Regions from separate parts of the Danio rerio genome. Here region 2 is linked to region 1. A link is a contact called in public Hi-C data. All regions are on one chromosome and are shown on one strand. Each heading gives the region's core, a stretch centred on a gene start, on an enhancer-like site or on the middle of the called end of the contact. The rest is flanking DNA. Distances are from core to core; before and after follow the strand shown.

Region 1 (2,703 bases), core at 116-2,615:
TATAATGATTATTCAACGTCCTACAATTCTTATATTTTAAAAAGGTGTTTTATTAAGTGTTTTATTGTTAAATGATTTTTTTCTTCTTTCTTTATAAGATATTACCTGAGTCCTGTGTTTTTGACTAGTCTGTGGACTAAATTGCTATATTATTAAATATTGTCCCACTTTGACATCTTCAGGCAGACATCTTTCCTTATTAACTACATGATGTTTAAACAGCTAGTGAGGTATTGGTATCGCCGTGATGTTATGCATAGTTTCCTTGCATACTCCAAGCACTGACCACCTTCTTTAATGTTAATCTGAAAAACAAAAAAAAAAACAGCATATGCTGGTTTTAATGCTGGTCTTGCTGGTTTCAATGCTCATTTTGTTGGTCTTGATGCTGGTCTTGCTGGTTTCAGTGCTGGTCTCAATGATGGTCTTGCTGGTCCTGATTAGCAGGGCCATCATTGAGTACAGCAAGACCAGCATAACAGAATTAAAACATACCTTACCAGCATATGCTGTTTTTCAGCAGGTTTTTCTGGTCTGATCTCAAGCATATTCAAATAACTGAGAAAGCACCAATCAAAGGCAGAATCTTAATGATTTCATCATGCAGCCTTACAAAATATTTTACAGTATTTTCAAACTACAAAAATACAAGACACTAAAGTATTTTAGTACAAAATATTAAGCTATTTTCATCAACCCTATCAAATTCAAATTCCAAAATACTATTTCATTTGACTATTTCTATTATATTTTGTATTTGAAATACATATTTGAAATAAATGAACCATAAATACTACCTATCCCTGATGATACATATAGAAATTACGACACACAATGACCACATTAAATTGATCTTCATTTACTATTAACACAACAAAATGATGCTTCAGACATGACAGTGATACATCTATACAATGGTGCACTTAAAAAAATTAGAGAAGATTTTGCTGCAAAATAAAGATCACTGGGGCCATATTTCGGCATATAACCCTATATTTCTTCATAATTAATATATAAAAATTTATTAGAGCTTGTACCAAACAAAAGAAAAAGTGTCTATGGACTACATTACCCAGCAACCGCTGCAATGGGCGGCGCTACATCTTTACTTCATACCACAAGCAGATGACTAGCTCTAACTTTAATCATTTCAGTTTTGCCGAAGCTAGCATACAAACCACAGACAGGGGGGTTGATTTAATAATATTTACATGTCTCTAATGTTAAAATGTAATATTATAATCGCAACAGTGAGTGAACTACATAACTTATTCTCGGGCAGTCCAGTAAACTTTTGAAGGGGCTTAGCTAATATTAGCATAGCATCAGCTAACAGCTGCGTGGATGTGTGCGCATTCAACGTTAGCCTGTAGCCTAGCTACCTGGTCAGGAATCATCAATTTCTACAACTGACAGTCCAGTCGGACCCGTTACTTTCCGTGGAAAGAGTGGACAAGCTCTCTATCAAGTCAAATGTAAGAGTTATGTTTTATATTCGTTGCTTTTCGGAGTGATGTCTGAGATTGCAGCCAGTCCCATCAGATTTGCGGTTTAGTTTCACCTTCTTGTCAGTAGTGTCAGTTGGTTTACAGTTTAACTTTGAAATACTATCATTTTAAATGTGTCTTTTTCAAAATAAATGTTTATGAAATCATTTCGGAAGCTTAAAAAGAAAAGAGTTTGATGTGCCAACCAGGTGGTCTGATGACAGTAGGTTGCCAGCTTTTAATGTCTTACTTTTGTAGGATTAGATCTGCTTCTCGGCCAACATAAAACCCGCTTTGTTCAGCAACTTCAAGCAAATGACCATCACATCCAAATCCTCAGCACAACTCCAAATGACCCTGATGTTTTGGAAATACAGTAGTTTGAAAAGTGTACGTGGACTAGTTGGACAAAGCAAGATGGCAGGCTGATTATGAAGTCTGATGACTCACTTAACTGAACCTACCCAAGTACACCAGTCAGAAAAGTTTGAAATCCTTTAATTGGACTGTGTCTGGTTTTCCTAACTGTGTTCCATATTTTCAAAACAAGCCAGTACACAGTCAACAGTCGCAGAGGTGTTCAATTCCATTTTGTGGAGTCATATGTGTGTTTTTATGCATCTGATGTAATATTTTATTTCAGGTTAAGGTTTTAGTGAACAGCGGACAATGGAACAGGACAACAACTCTGAGGTAAGAAAGACAGAGGGATCTTGATGCTTTGTTTGGCCTGCATGGTATGGTTGGAAATTTGTGAACTGATCTTATAATATTGTTAAACTCTGGTCCACTAATATTTAATCTAAAGAGCATTGTAACTATGTAAAACAGATAATGTTTCATGAAAGGGATTCTGTTTCTTTGTTGTTTTATTTACTTTAATTATTATTCAAAAATGAATATTCTGTGAAGTTTTAGACACCCTCCACTTGGTACAAACTTATCTTTGAACACATAAGAAAATATATTAACGGATGTCGGTAACTGATAGCAATTGACATCCAGAGCAGAAAAAATACTATAAAAGTTATTGTCCACCTAAAAGCATAAAGTTTTTCTTTTTAACGTACGTATAGCCTCTTTATTGCCTGCTTGTGGGTACTAAGAGTACTGGACAATGTTTTTGTTTATTTAGCTGGGCATTTCCCACATGAGAAAAAAATGCACAGCGTACTTGAGCTATTTGTTTTACTCGCACTTCAAAATATGATATATC
Region 2 (2,790 bases), core at 25-2,524, 200 kb before region 1:
ATCTTCAGAGTATCTTCTTTTGTGTTTAGCTGATGAAAGAAACTTTTAAAGGTTTGAATCCATTTGAGGGGCAGTAAATAGTGAGAATAATATTATTTTTTGGATTAAGTATCACTATCAACAACTATTAATTCCCAGTATTGGGTTGCAGCTGGAAGGGCATCTGCTGTGTATAATATATGCTGGATAAGTTGGCGGTTCATTCCCCTGTTGCGACCCTTGATGAACAAAGGCTCTAAGCTGAAGGAAAATATATAAATATATCACTTTAAAACTGAGTTGGAAACATATAAACACTTAGGTATTTTTCAGATGGAAAAGGATGAACAGTTTTGCTTTCTATTGTAAGTCATGATGTAAATTTGAGTTAGCCTTTTAGTGCACATTTTTACTTTATATATCAAATACCTACTGTGTTAGACAGAGCTGCTAGAAAATAAGAGGCACTTGATGCGTCACTTTTACATTTAATCTCACACTGAAAAACATATGACCTTTACAGACTGTGGGAGTGAAGTTCACAAGAACCGTCCATTCAAGATGACTGATATATTATGCATACTCTTCATTATTAATGAGCGGGAATCTTGTTACACTGAGCCCCATCTGAAAGGGAGAAAAGGGAAGAAGACAGGTGTTCATTTGATCCCTTGCTTTTTGTCCTCAAACATGCAGCCCTGCTTGGTCCACTGGATCGGAGCAGTTTCATGCATGCTGACTACTAGTTGTAAAAAGTCTATCTATTTGTTTTGGCCATTTAAGACCACTAGATCTACAGCTCTGTTTTCACTCCCGAGACCAATTACAGTTCATATCCTGGTGGAATTCTGATCGAGACAAAAATGTTATGAACGATTGTTATTTGGAGAGATGATCTATCTATCTATCTATCTATCTATCTATCTATCTATCTATCTATCTATCTATCTATCTATCTATCTATCTATCTATCTATCTATCTATCTATCTATCTATCTATCTATCTATCTATCTATTCACACTCATAGTTTTTCTACTGATACTATTGTCACTATTTTTGCTGCTTGTTTAAACCACTTATTTAAATTGAGCGGAATCAACACAATTATTGCTTTTCTGGCACAACTTAATTGTTTTACGTTTAATCCACTCAAATTTGTAAAATTGTAAAAGATCTATCTATCTATCTATCTATCTATCTATCTATCTATCTATCTATCTATCTATCTATCTATCTATCTATCTATCTATCTATCTATCTATCTATCTATCTATCTATCTATCTATCTATCTATCTATCTATCTATCTATCTATCTATCTATCTATCTATCTATATTGTTTAGATGTACTTTATATAGCTAGAGTGGGTGTCCAACTGACTGTTTCCGTAACCTTTTCAGAGGGGATCTCCAGATGACCTCAGAAACATCATGCAGGACCGTGCAAATTCAAAAGCAACTGTAGGCAGCAATAGTCCCGTCAGCGTACTGGATGCAGTACTGTACGTGGCTCCTCCTCCAACTGATGCCTCTCAGCCTTCAAACACACTAGTGCGTGTGTGAGTCATAACAACAGCGCTGCTCCTTCAAAGTTGGGGGCGCATTTTCAACAGTGAACGCAACAATTTGAGAACTCGCCTGCGCCTTTCCAACAACACAGTGGAGTGGACAGAAGACAGCGTTCGAGTAGTGGTGCCTGTTTGCAGAGGAACGTTTCCCCTCGCTTTTCAGCCTTGTGGACAATATGAAGTGCAGTTATGGCAAAAAGGGGTAAATCCGTGGTGAGGACCCTGGAGGATTTGACGCTGGATTCGGGTTACGGTGGAGCCGCGGACTCCTTCAGGTCATCCAGCTTGTCTCTGTGCTGCTCCGAGGCGCACATCTCCTATGCGCATGGAGGGCACTGCTGGAATCTGACCGACTCCATGCGCAGTCGACACAACAGCCTAGACACCGTCAACACCGTCCTGGCTGAAGACGGCGAGACCCTGGAGTGTTCCGGACACTGTGCTAAACTTCCCGAGCTTGAGGATGTGCCCTGGAGCCTCGGGGAGGTGGAGAACGCGCTCAACAAGGAGGAAGAGTTGCGGTTCGGCACCGTTTCCGCGGACCTGCTCGCGCGTCTCTCCGCGCTCGTGAGCCGCGCGCTGGTCCGGATCGCCCGGGAAGCGCAGCGACTTAGTTTGCGCTACGGGAAATGCACCAAATACGAAGTCCAAAGTGCCATCAAGATGATTCTATCGTGGACCATCTCGGTCAACTGCATCGCCGCTTCACTCAGCGCGCTGTCCATGTACAACATGAGCACCGAGGATAAATTCAGCCGGGGGAAATCGGAGAGATGCGGCTTGGTCTTCTCTGTGGGGAAGTTCTTCAGGTGGATGGTGGACAGCAGGGTCGCGGTGCGCGTCCACGAGCACGCGGCTATATACCTGACCGGCTGCATGGAGAGCCTCTTCCGCGAGGTCTTCACTCGGGTGTTGAATAGCTCGGTGGTGGAGAAGGATAACGGGATCCCCAAATTTACACTGGAATCCTTTGAGCAGGCTCTGAGCAATGATTCAGAGTTGTACGGCCTCCTTTTGCCCTATCAGCATCTCACGTGTGGGAAAAATGCCAATGGTAAGTTCAGCAATCAAAAAATGATCAGATTATTATAATAATTATTATTTAAAATAATAATAATAATAATAACAATTATTATTATTATTATTATTATTATTATTATTATTATTATTATTATTATTATTATTATTATTGTGGGAGGAGGAACACTTGTTTATATTTGTATGCTTCTCTTTCGCTTTAGAT

The links. Hi-C and Micro-C count contacts between places; a contact is called where the count stands out from the background.
Region 2: a contact with region 1 is called in a Hi-C map of hematopoietic stem cells, with 2.9 times the contacts expected there. The contact joins the promoter of btbd11b here to the promoter of trabd in region 1. A contact is called at or near these places in 2 of 18 Hi-C or Micro-C datasets (caudal fin and hematopoietic stem cells) and 2 of 4 datasets of contacts at active chromatin or transcription factors (caudal fin and embryo).

Annotation. Positions count from the first base shown.
Region 1 is chr18:16,253,079-16,255,781 of GRCz12tu, reverse strand. trabd (TraB domain containing) reads left to right here and starts at 1,365. Exons shown (of 10, transcript NM_212623.1): 1 at 1,365-1,475; 2 at 2,131-2,180. The coding sequence starts at 2,157.
Region 2 is chr18:16,453,428-16,456,217 of GRCz12tu, reverse strand. btbd11b (BTB (POZ) domain containing 11b) reads left to right here and starts at 1,274. Exons shown (of 17, transcript NM_001424048.1): 1 at 1,274-2,601. The coding sequence starts at 1,737.